4 separate regions of the Sus scrofa genome follow, and all the other regions are linked to region 1. The links are chromatin contacts, called in public Hi-C and HiChIP or PLAC-seq maps. All regions are on one chromosome and are shown on one strand. The core of a region is the stretch at or near the end of the contact, and the rest is flanking DNA. Distances in the headings are between cores, read along the strand shown. Region 1 holds the start of FABP5 (fatty acid binding protein 5). Region 2 has its middle 13 kb from the start of PMP2. Region 3 has its middle 26 kb from the start of FABP4. Region 4 has its middle 45 kb from the start of FABP4.

Evidence for each region. A called contact is a pair of places that touch in the nucleus more often than the background predicts. HiChIP or PLAC-seq counts read pairs in DNA pulled down with a chosen protein or histone mark.
Region 2: a contact with region 1 is called in a Hi-C map of retroperitoneal adipose tissue, with 2.5 times the contacts expected there. The contact joins the enhancer-like site here to the promoter of FABP5 in region 1. A contact is called at or near these places in 6 of 47 Hi-C or Micro-C datasets (heart right ventricle, omental adipose tissue, psoas muscle and 2 more) and 2 of 2 datasets of contacts at active chromatin or transcription factors (alveolar macrophages and skeletal muscle).
Region 3: an H3K27ac HiChIP or PLAC-seq map of alveolar macrophages shows a contact between it and region 1. The contact joins the enhancer-like site here to the promoter of FABP5 in region 1. A contact is called at or near these places in 17 of 47 Hi-C or Micro-C datasets (alveolar macrophages, blood, brain and 10 more) and 2 of 2 datasets of contacts at active chromatin or transcription factors (alveolar macrophages and skeletal muscle).
Region 4: an H3K27ac HiChIP or PLAC-seq map of alveolar macrophages shows a contact between it and region 1. The contact joins the enhancer-like site here to the promoter of FABP5 in region 1. A contact is called at or near these places in 11 of 47 Hi-C or Micro-C datasets (alveolar macrophages, brain, embryonic fibroblasts and 6 more) and 2 of 2 datasets of contacts at active chromatin or transcription factors (alveolar macrophages and skeletal muscle).

The regions. Positions count from the first base shown.
Region 1 is chr4:55,281,155-55,283,921 of Sscrofa11.1, reverse strand. It overlaps FABP5 (fatty acid binding protein 5), which reads left to right and starts at 1,337. Exons shown (of 4, transcript NM_001039746.2): 1 at 1,337-1,497. The coding sequence starts at 1,419.
Region 2 is chr4:55,147,312-55,150,232 of Sscrofa11.1, reverse strand. No RefSeq gene overlaps it. Among named protein-coding and RNA genes, the nearest start is that of PMP2, 13 kb to the right of the region's middle. Within about 2 kb of position 1,267, at least 5 of the 83 cell types and tissues checked have an H3K27ac peak or open chromatin away from gene starts, as enhancers often do. A contact at or near this core is called in retroperitoneal adipose tissue, where this site is marked.
Region 3 is chr4:55,069,521-55,072,220 of Sscrofa11.1, reverse strand. No RefSeq gene overlaps it. Among named protein-coding and RNA genes, the nearest start is that of FABP4, 26 kb to the left of the region's middle. Within about 2 kb of position 1,365, at least 5 of the 83 cell types and tissues checked have an H3K27ac peak or open chromatin away from gene starts, as enhancers often do. A contact at or near this core is called in alveolar macrophages, mesenteric adipose tissue and omental adipose tissue, where this site is marked.
Region 4 is chr4:55,050,162-55,053,133 of Sscrofa11.1, reverse strand. No RefSeq gene overlaps it. Among named protein-coding and RNA genes, the nearest start is that of FABP4, 45 kb to the left of the region's middle. Within about 2 kb of position 1,268, at least 1 of the 83 cell types and tissues checked has an H3K27ac peak or open chromatin away from gene starts, as enhancers often do. A contact at or near this core is called in alveolar macrophages, where this site is marked.

The sequences.
Region 1 (2,767 bases), core at 88-2,587:
GGGGAGTAAATGTCCTGAGGCATGCTGGAAGATGACAAACCAACCTCAGCTTTCAGTTCAAGGAAGGTACAAGAACTAGTGTCTTGGTATAATTCAGGGCTGTAGCTCCTATTCTTAATCCCATAAGGAGGACAGGGAGCTAGGGGCAGTCAGGTGTGGTCCTATTTCATAAGCTCTTGAATGAGAAGGACTTGGGCAGGCATTCTGGTTCTGCCACTCTGCAAACTTTCCCTGCCTGATTTCCCTTTCAGAAAATTGGAGTAACCCTCTGTAGCACAAAACGGAGTGGAGAGCAGAGTTAATGGGTATAAGGTGGCCAGGAAGTACAGCATTCAGCATAAGTGGCTACTCAACAAATAGACCTTACCTCCACCAAGGTGGCTACCCTCTGTGTGTGGCAACTTCCTCACCTCACACCAACTCACTCCCACAGGCACCTGGGAGCACAAAGTAAGATACTGTGACACGCACACTTTGAAAAGCATAACATTCTATACCCAGTATAGGATATTCTTAGGATTAAAGGTGAAGAGGGAATGCATTGGAGTCTTAAGACTTGGGAGTCAGAGAGGAAAGCTTGAAGGGCTCACTCAGCGGAAAATACAAATAATAATACTTTCTTGAACGGGAACACTTAATAGCAAGGGCAGTCACTTAAGCTGATAGCTTCTACAGTCTCAGTTTGGAAACCGAACTTCCTGGGACTTTTCCAGCTACCCGGCACCTTCTGATAAAATGATCTAACTTAACTCAGGTATATTCCCATCCAGAGACCCCAGTTAGGCTGGGAGTGCCCTGAGCGTGGGAAGAAAAAGTTCTCTCCCCAGGGGCTAAGAGACAGGTTTGTCCCCTGACTATGAGCAGTGATTAGGGACGAAAAGAAGTCTACCAATCCATCAGTCACTCAAACCAATCCCTACCCTCGGAGCCCAGCGAATGCTAATCTATTCGTTTGGGGGTGTTTTGAATGGAAGAGAGGCGGCGGCTGGTGGATCCTCTGGCCCAGGAAAGACATGTCGTGTCCGCCGGTAGCGCCCCCCCCGGTTTACTGGACTTGCAGAGGCACGAGAACGGGCAGGGCCTGGCGTCCGGGGCGGCGTGGGGCACGCCGGGCGAGTCCCCGCTTGCAGGAGGCGCCAGGGGAACCCTCGCAGAGGTGGCAGGTGGAGCTGGTTCGCACGTACGGACCCCCCGGGAGTTAGGCCCGGGGGCTTGGGGGGCGGGGAGGGGAGGCGGGGAGGCGGGACGGGCGGGTGAGGCGAGCCTCTCATTGGCCGCAGGGAGCCTCCCAGCGCGCGCGCCGCCTTTATAAAGCAGCCGCAGTGGCCCAGCGGCTGCACGCCAGGCTCCCGGCACCCGCACGCCAGGCTCTAGGCACCAGTCCGCTTATTCGCTCCGCACGCCCGTCCGCGCCCGCCATGGCCTCCATCCAGCAGCTGGTCGGAAGATGGCGCTTAGTGGAGAGCAAAGGCTTTGACGAGTACATGAAGGAAGTAGGTGAGGTTCGCCGCCACGCGGCACGACAGCGTGGCACGTGTGACTGTGTCCCTAAGGCACCCCCTCGGCGTGTTGGGCTCAGGGGCTAGGCAGGCTCAATGCCTACCCTCGATCCCCTTAGCCCCTTCCACATCCCACGCCCACCACGCGGGCGAGCGGCGGGGAGGGCGCCTCCCTTTCGTCCCAGGACCCTGGGGACCATCTGCCTCGTAGCTTGCCCCGCTCTCTGCTGCTTTCCCCTGCCCCACGCGGTGGCTCCGCACTGCTTCCTGCCCTTCAGTGCGCTCACCCCCTCTAACCTCCAGCTTCATGTCTTTGACTATCCAGGCAGCCCCCCTAACTTTCTGTTTTCCTTCCCCCACCACTCCTCCTGCTCCTTCCTCCTCCTGCCACCGTCCACTCTCTCACACTCGCCCCGTGGTGGTCGCACCCACTCGCCCTTGAGCACCCTGCAGCATCTTTTGTTCCTAGATGGCGCGCGGGTCCCCCTCCTTCGTCTCCGCGGGGACGCGGTTTCCATCAGAAACCCTTTAGAGAGTCTGGACCAGGCTTCCCGCTTCAGCCTCTATTCCGCTCCGGGGGCATCTCCCCCACCCCCAAGCCCTCCACCTTCTCTCGCTGGGTGCGCAGAACCCTGTGGGTTGGCACAACTCCCTGGGGAGCGTCGGGGCATCCTCGCCTTCAGGCCCCAGAACAGCGCTCAGAGGCGTGGCGCTGGCAGCGCTGACCTGCTGGCACCGCCTGGCCGGGCGCCACAGTGAGCCGGTGGCCTGTGGGAGGGGTGCGGTAAGATCACCCGTACTGGGAGTGGGCGAGCGCTGCGACCCTGGCCTCGGCATCTTGAGGGTGAGGAGCAAAGAGGCTTTGTTGGAAAACTGCAGTCATACAAACTGCCGGCCCTCCTGGGGCTGTTTTCTAACTAGTGTCCAACATGGGCGTGGCCTTGCAGAAAGCACTTAACATCTTAAAAGCCTTCCAAGGATGAGTGATTCTCAGGTAGGAAGATTCAAGTTCTCTGATTCAGAATAGTGCCTGATTTTCTTTTGTTGTTTTCCTAAGCTGGTGACACGGATTGTATGCTGTGTTGAGACTGGACAGATTAACAAATAAAGATGAACGTTGTTGCAGGCCTTTAGGAAGTTGGATGGTGTAGCATAGCAAAGATCCTATCTGAGACCACTGCTGGGACTGTGGGGATCCTTTAGATAGAAGCCGCCCTTGCACAAACGTTTACCTGAGTGCTTTCTGGTGCAGAAGTCACTACAGAGAC
Region 2 (2,921 bases), core at 18-2,517, 130 kb after region 1:
TATGCATGTAACTTACCAGAGAAACAGAAAACAGACAGATTTCCTGTTTATAGTTTAACACTCCAGACCTAGCCATTTCAAGAGCAAGGAAGGGCAAGTTAGATGTGACAGCACATTATAATGGCATCTTATTATTTTTTGTTATCTGTAAAATTCCTAGGAAAAAGGATTTACCTTGACTAACCTGAGTAAAAATCTAACCATCTGTTTATTTTCAAACTCAGCATGGATGGAACCTCAGTGTGCAGGAGATTGTGGTCAGAATTGAAATGGTCATAATTCATGCATTTATTTATCCAGCAAATATTTACAAAGCCTCTTTAGAACTCAAACACAGTGAGTGTAAATGTTTTAAATTAAAAATTTCTTCAGTTGAGCTCTCAAACTAGAACTGTAGATGTCAATACATTGCTATCTTATCATGGTCACACAGTGAAGGGAATTATTGAATTCTTTTTCTTGGAAAGGAGAAAAAGTTAGCATGGGGTTGATAGCTCTGTAAATATTTTTTACAAAAAAAAATTGTAAATCCTAAAATTGAACCCTATCATCAACTTACTCTACATTATTTTACAACTTAATGTAGTTTATATACATTAATGATGCATTCATCATCTGAAAACATGTAATTATAGAAGACCAAGAATAATAACACTCTGATGCCAAATGCCAGATTGTGCAAAAATTCATGTCCATCTGGAATTTCAGCAACGGAGGGATATTATCTGGTCTTCTTAATGATGTGAAACTTTAGACTTGTCAGAGAAGCAGTTTTCAAAATGCTTTAACTGCAGAAACATCAATCCTTTGGTGCTGCTGGAATTGTCCCCCTGTCCTACTAGGCCAGTTGAAACTGTTACACAAGTTAGTTACTAAAAGAAGGATAATATATTTCAGTAGCTAGTAGCTAGTCATAGAACTTGGAACCTGAGAATTATGCATTCCATCTCTGATCTTTTTTTTAATAGACAGTAAAAGGTGAGATGTTATTTCAAATTTAGTCCCATACCACATTTTTGAGTAAATTGACCTTACTTTCTAAATTCTGCTGAAAGATGATTTCTTTTTGGTGAAGGTCTAGCATTATTTTATAGTTTGTTTTCCCTGTTGATCCACATTTTGCTATTTTTAAACCTTCACTTTTCCATATGTCATGGAGAATTGGCCAATTATTTTGCCTCCCATGGAAATAACAATGAGGTAAACACTTCCTTCCCTAACAAAGGACCTGATTACATCTGGGTTGATTTTAGAGTAGTATTTTCACTCTCTGTTGTTATTTAGGATCACACGGGGAACATTTGGTATTTTCACTCTCTGTTGTTATTTAGGGTCACATGGGGAACATTTGGTACTCCTGGCTTTGATGACCTTTGACTCTGTTTTAATTGGTAGCCACATAAGAGACTACATTAAAATTTTAACTTTGAAAGTATTTGGCACAGTGATTCTCACCCCTTCCTGGGTTGTTCTAGGAAAAATACCTATGCCTGGGTCTCACGCATCACCTAGATTATGACTCAATGTGTCTGCGGTGCCATCTAGTAAAGGAATGTTTAAAAACTTCCAGGTGATTCTAATGTGCAGCCACATTTGGAGAGGTACCACATGGTTTACAAGAAATCATCCTAAAAGCTAAGCAACAGTGTCATTTTAAGAAATCACCAGGTAAATCTTTAGTCAAGAATTTGAAATATTATGGTCAACATGAATCTAAGACTCTTACTAATAAAATCCAATAACTATGCTACTTTTAGACAATAATGTGTTAGTGAGTGTTTAAAACTATTTCCTCTGGCACAAATTGTAAATCGACTGTACTTTAATAAGAAAACAAAACAAACAAATAAAAAACCCATCTCCTCAAGAAACAAAGCTCTAATTGGTTATGTTTTAACTCTCTCCCTGGTGTAAATATTCCTATTATGGGTGATCTCAAGTACCAATGGTTTAAGAATCAGCTTGCCAAATTTATGAAAATGATATAATCAGCTCTTTTGAGACAGTTTTAAGCCAGTTCCAGCACATGGCTGCATATTAGAGAACTGACTTCTAAGAGACTTGACATCAGATAAATTACTTATCCTTTGGGGATTAAATGTATTTATTTGGGCTTTGTTTAGGTTACAGTAGATAATCATCAATTATCATTTTGCTTAGATTAGCGGAGTTATATAGAAATGTTTGTTAGTTTTTCTTTTTCTTTTATTTTTTGGCTGTGTCTATGGCATGTAGAAGTTCCCAGGCCAGAGATCAAACCCTAGCCACAGAAGTGATGCTGACAGATCCCTAACCCACTAGGCTACCAGGGAACTTGTTAGTTTTCTATGGATTCATTTTAATAGGCTTCTGGACTATTTCTACTTTTGTGGAAATAATGTTCTTAGTAAAGTTAGTCACTAGGTGTACAAATCCACATCCGCAGCTCTGAGATCCTGTGAATTTCTCATGTTTGAACATTATGTGCATCCCTAAGAAATAATAACAAAATACTTGTAATATGTTTTTCCTCTGCCAACCACTGTTCTAAGCACTTTACATATGTTAATTTATCTTTTGATCTCAACTCTTTGATGTATAGTTTATTATTATCCCCATTTTTACAGATAAAGATACTGAGGATTTGGGAGGTTAAGTAACTTACCCAATGACGCATAGCTAGTAAGTGGCAAGTTGGAATATGAACTAGGCAGTCTGACTACTCTTAAGCAGCTTATATCAAAAATAACTAGAGAGACAGGGGATTAAGATGGTGGAATAGAAGGACTAGAGCTCAACTTCTCTCCTAAAAACAACAAAATTCACAACTAAAGGCTGAGAAATCTTCAACCAAATGGACCAGAAACCTTCAAAAAGATATCCTACTCCAGGAGACAAAGAGGAGGCCACATCAAGAGGTAGGAGGGGCAATTACCTGATAT
Region 3 (2,700 bases), core at 116-2,615, 210 kb after region 1:
CACCATCCTGAAACAGTATTGGAAACAAAAGTTTGTTAGTGGATGAGTCCATCAAGCAGTAGCAAATATATAGAAAGTCAAAAGATAAGAATGGCCAAGATAGCATAAGACACTGAACTCACTTCCTCCCACAAGAACAACAAAATTCCAACTCTTTGCAGAGCAACTAACAGTGAGTACAACCTGAAGACTAGCAGAAAAGATCTACAACTAAACAAACAAGGAACCAGTGCTAGTCCAGGGACCTCTGGGGCCACACAACCAGTTGTTGGCCCTGCCCACCAGCTGGTAAATGTGAACCCCAGCACCCAGTCTCACCCACTAGTGGACCCCCTGGGCCCTGGACCCACCTGCCATTGTGCTGATACTAGCCCTGGACCAATCATGGCTCTACACTAAACCATATTAGGACTAGGTCCTCTCATAAGAAAGTTGGAACAGCACCAGGACCCCCTCCCACCAATGGGCCAATACCTACTCCAGGACCTCAGAGGCCCACAGCCAGAGATCCAAGGACCTAAACTTCCTCTCACCAGGCCAACAATAGCCCTTGGACCACCTTGGCACTGCAATCAACAGTATCAAGACCTGGCCCACCCACCAGCATGCCTGCATCACCTAGAGATGGGCCCCAACCAACCCACCAGCAGGCCAAAACCAGCTCCAAAAGAACTCAGACTGCCCAGCAAGCTGCCATGGGATCTGACTCCATAAACCAATGGATCAGCACTCTCCCTGGGACAACAGTTTCCATAGCTGGCCAACTCATGACCCAGCCTGGTCCACCAGTAAGTCAGCATCAGGAATGGGATTCCCCACAGCCAGGACCTAGTCCCTCCTACCAGCATACTGCCTATGTTTTATTCTGGATGTTTTATGGTTTCAGATCTTACATTTAAGCTTTAATTCATTTTGAACTTATTTTTGGATACGGGGTGAGAAAGTAGTCCAGTTTGATTCTTTTGCTTGTCACTGTCCAGTTTTCCCAGGACCACATGTTGAAGAGGCTAACTACTCCCTATTGTATATTTTTGCCTCCTTTGTCTTTGACATCAGTTTTAGAAATATTTGTTTGGATGTCTCCTCAGGCAAGGGAACCAAAAAGCAAAACTAAACAAATGGAATTACATCAAACTAAAAATCTTTTCCAAAGCAAAGGAAACTATCAATCGATCCAAAAGGTAGTCTATTGAATTGGAGAAGATGTTTGTTGTCAATTTATCCAATAAAGAATTTATATACAAAATATACAAAGAACTCATACAATTCAACATCAGAAAAATGCACAGCCCAATTAAAAAGGGGAAAGAGGATCTGAATAGACATTTCTCCAAAGAATACATACAGATGACCAACAACCATGTGAAAATATGCTCAGTGCCACTAGTCATCAGGGAAGTGCAAATCAAAACCACAACGGATGTCACCTCACACCAATCAGAATGGCCATCATCAAAAGTCTACAAACAATAAATGCTGGAGAGGGTGTAGAAAAAAGGCAACTCTCCCACATTGTTGGTGGGATTGTATAATAGCACAACCACTACAAAGAATAGTATGGAGATTCTTTAAAATAACAAAAAATAGAGCTACCATATGATCCAGCAATACCACTTCTGGACATATATCCAAAGAAAACTCTAATTCAAAAATATGCATGGACCTCAATATTCATTGCAGGGCTATTTACAACAGCCAAGACATGGAAGCAACCTAAATGTCCATTGATAGATGAATGGATAAAGATGTGGTACATCATGCAATGGAGCATTGTTCAGCCATAAAAAGAATGAAATATTACCATTTGCAGCAACATGGATGTAATTAGAGATTATCATACTAAATGGAATAAGTCAGAGGAAGAAAAGTATCATATCACTTATATGTGGAATCTTATAAAAAATTACACAAATGAGGAGTTATCATTGTGGCTCAGCAGGTTACGAAACCCAACAAGTATCCATGAGGATGTGGGTTCCATCCATCCCTGGCCTCACTCAGTGGGTTAAGGATACAGTGTAGCTGTGAGCTGTAGTGTAGGTCTCAGTCATGGTTGGGATCTGGTGTAGGCTGGTGACTACAGCTCTGATTCAATCCCTAGCCTAGGAACTTCCATATGCCATACCTGCTACCCTAGGAAGACAAAAAGGAAAAGAAAAAAAAAAAGAAAGAAAAAAGATACAAATGAATTTACAAAACAGAAACAGACTCATTAACATAGAAAGCAAACTATGTTACCAAAGGGAAAATGTGGGGGAAGGATAAATTAGGAGTTTGGGATTAACAGATACACACTACTATATGTAAAATACATAACCAACAAGAACCTACTGTATAGCACAAGGAACTCTACTCAATATTCTATAATAACCCAACTGGGAAAAGAAGCTGCAAAAGAATGGATATATGTATAACTGAATCACTTTTCTCTAAACCTGAAACTAACACAATACTGTAAATCAAGTACACTTCTATTAAATTAAAAAATAAATGTAACACAGGAAAATAACCAAGTAAACAAATAAAAATAAAGGAAAAAAGGAGAGAAAATACAGCAAATAAGAGATTGGGGCAAGAATATAGAGAAAAGGGAAGCCCCATGCACTGTTGGTGGGAATATAAATTGGTGCAGCCACTATGGAAAGCAGTATAGCGAGTCCTCAAAAAGTTAAAAATAGAACTATCGTGCAATTCAGTAAT
Region 4 (2,972 bases), core at 19-2,518, 230 kb after region 1:
TTATTTTCAGCAGTTGTATTACTCTCAGGTAGTTCAGAATGGCATCTACAATTCCATTTATTTTACAACTTTGTCAACAGTAAATTTGTTGGATGATTCTTTTGTGAAGAAAAAGTTTTATGAGTGCCAAAAATATATCGAGGAGTAAGTAAAACTTTTGAAAAATATTTTATTGCATAGGCCAAGACTTTGTTTTGTGTGTGTGAAAAATCACAAGTTTCAGCTTTAAAAATACATGGGTGAAACTAATTCCAACTCCCCATTGGTAAGATCCCATTTTATTTTCTTACCCCATCGATATAAAAAGATGATAACAATTGTCACAACAACAACAATCGCTACTGTTTATGTAGCACTATTTATTGTGTGAGGCCCTCTTCAAAGAGTACTAATATATGAATCCATATAATGTTCACAACTTTATGACATAAGTACTATAATTATTCCCTTTTGCAAATGAAAATAGTGAGTCAACAAGAGTCTGTGGCTTGCCCAAAGTCAAACAGATGATTGGTGGCAGAGGTGGGATTCACACCCAGGAAGTCATGAACCAGAGTCTGCATCTTCCTCCCCAAAGTTTAGAGGTATCTCTGATTAAATTCTACTCTACTCCAATACCATGTTATATGATTATTGGGATGCATGCATCTCAGAGTTGACATGTCCATTGAGTTGAGCCAAAATGATTTACTGTCTCTCCTGAAACTGAGACAATGGTGGTCACCAAATTTCTTTCTACTCTCCTGTATTTTCCAGGCTTTTCAATTCTAGCAGGGTGTTTTTTTTTTTTTAATTTAGTACGGACACCTTTATTAAACATTTTTTATCAAAATTCTTCTTCCATTTGATATCATACAGGAATTTGGAATCTCATATTATTTAACAACTTTTTTTTTTTTTTTTGTCTCTTTGCCATTTTCTTGGGCCGCTCCCAGGGCATATGGAGATTCCCAGGATAGGGGTCTAATCAGAGCTGTAGCCGCTGGCCTACGCCAGAGCCACAGCAATGGAGGATCCAAGCCACGTCTGCTACCTTACACCACAGCTCACGGCAATGCCAGATCCTTAACCCACTGAGAAAGGCCAGGGATCAAACCCACAACCTCATGGTTCCTAGTCGGATTTGTTAACCACTGAGTCACGACGGGAACTCCTATTTAACAACTTTTAAAGTGATAATTCATTTCCTTTATCAGGACCTCACCCTGCATATTGTATAATAATCCTCTAGTGAGTGCATTCATTAAAATGACAGATATTTATTGAGCAACCATTATGAAACCACCCCTGGGTTCTGTGAAACAGAACAGATGAGAAATCTTTTCCTTGAAGAGTGTACATTCTACAATGAGGGAACAGACAATAAACATAAAATATAAATGAATTGTGTATTGTAAGTGGATTATGTATTCTAGTTGGAGTCCATAAGATGAATGAAACTCTATGAGTTAAGTTACTTCCAGGCTTAGTAACAAAAAGCCCAGTGTCTCTTTTCCTCTCTAATTGACTGAGTTCAGAAGCTTTAGATCATCCAGCTACAAGATAGTGGAACCTCCCTTGGCTTGGGGCCTGGAAAGTTTAAGAGGAGCAGATTACCCTAGGCCCCATTTCCGGCCCCTTTCCTCCCCACCACATACAGAACCTCCTGTAACCCCACCACAATGCTGAATATATATTGTAAGTTAGAAATAAACTCCAACTGTGTAAGCCATTGAGCACTTGAAGAGGACTGTGCTATAACCTCGCTGATACCTGCCAGTACAAGTTTTATTCACTGTAATTCTATGTGTGGAAAACTGCTACAAAAGGTAAAGCAGAACTTTGGTTTCTGAGACAATAGAGAAATGATTCTCAAAATATGTTCTGCTAAGTGTCTTCATCAGTATTGTTAAAAATACAATTTTCAGAGTTCCCATCATGGCTCAGTGGTTAATGAACCCGACTCACATCCATGAGGATGCGGGTTCAATCCCTGGCCTCACTCAGTGGGTTAAGGATCTGGCATTGCTGTGAGCTGTGGTGTAGGTCACAGACAAAGCTCGGATCCCATTGATGTGGGCTATGGCTTAGGCCAGCAGCTGTAGCTCCGCTTCAACCCTTAGCCTAGGAACTTCCATATGCTGCAGGTGCTGCCCTAAAAAAACAAAAGACAAGAAAAAAAAAAACAAATAATTTTCAAGTTCTGGCCCCAGATATTTGTCCCTCTATGGATAGGACCTAGAATAGGCATATTTTATCAACAGTCTAGGGGATTTGTATGCATATTAAAATTTGAGATCCTAGGTTTTAGCCAAAAGTTTATATAACACAGATTTTAGCTCTGTTTGCTATAACTGCTTACTTACTTGGGATGCTTTCATAATTAACATTCTTGGAAGTTCCCATCTTGGCTCAGTGGAGATGAATCTGACAAGCATCCATGAGGATGCATGTTCGATCCCTGGCCTTGCTCAGTGGGTTAAGGATCGGGAGTTGCTGTGAGCTGTGGTGTCGGTTGAAGACGTGGCTTGGATCTGACATTGTTATGGCTGTGGTGTAGGCCAGTGGCTACAACTCCAATTTGACCCCTAGCCTAGGAACCTCCATATGCCGTGGGTGAGGCCCTAAAAAGATAAAAAAGAAATTAATATTTCTTATGAAATTTATCCAAAAGTGTTGAAGGCCTCACCTTGGTTTTATGGCCACCTGGTGTGATTTCCTCAAACTCTTCCCCCTGTTTAAAGGAGATCTCATCATGTTTAAAGATGCTTTTTTTCAACATCACTCATTATTAGAGAAATGCAAATCAAACCACTATGAGGTACCACCTTACACCAGCCAGAATGGCCACCATCAAAAAGTCTACCAACAGGAGTTCCCGTTGTGGCACAGTGGTTAACGAATCCGACTAGGAACCATGAGGTGGTGGGTTCGATCCCTCGCCTTGCTCAGTGGGTTAAGGTTCCGGCGTTGCCATTAGCTGTGGTGTAGGT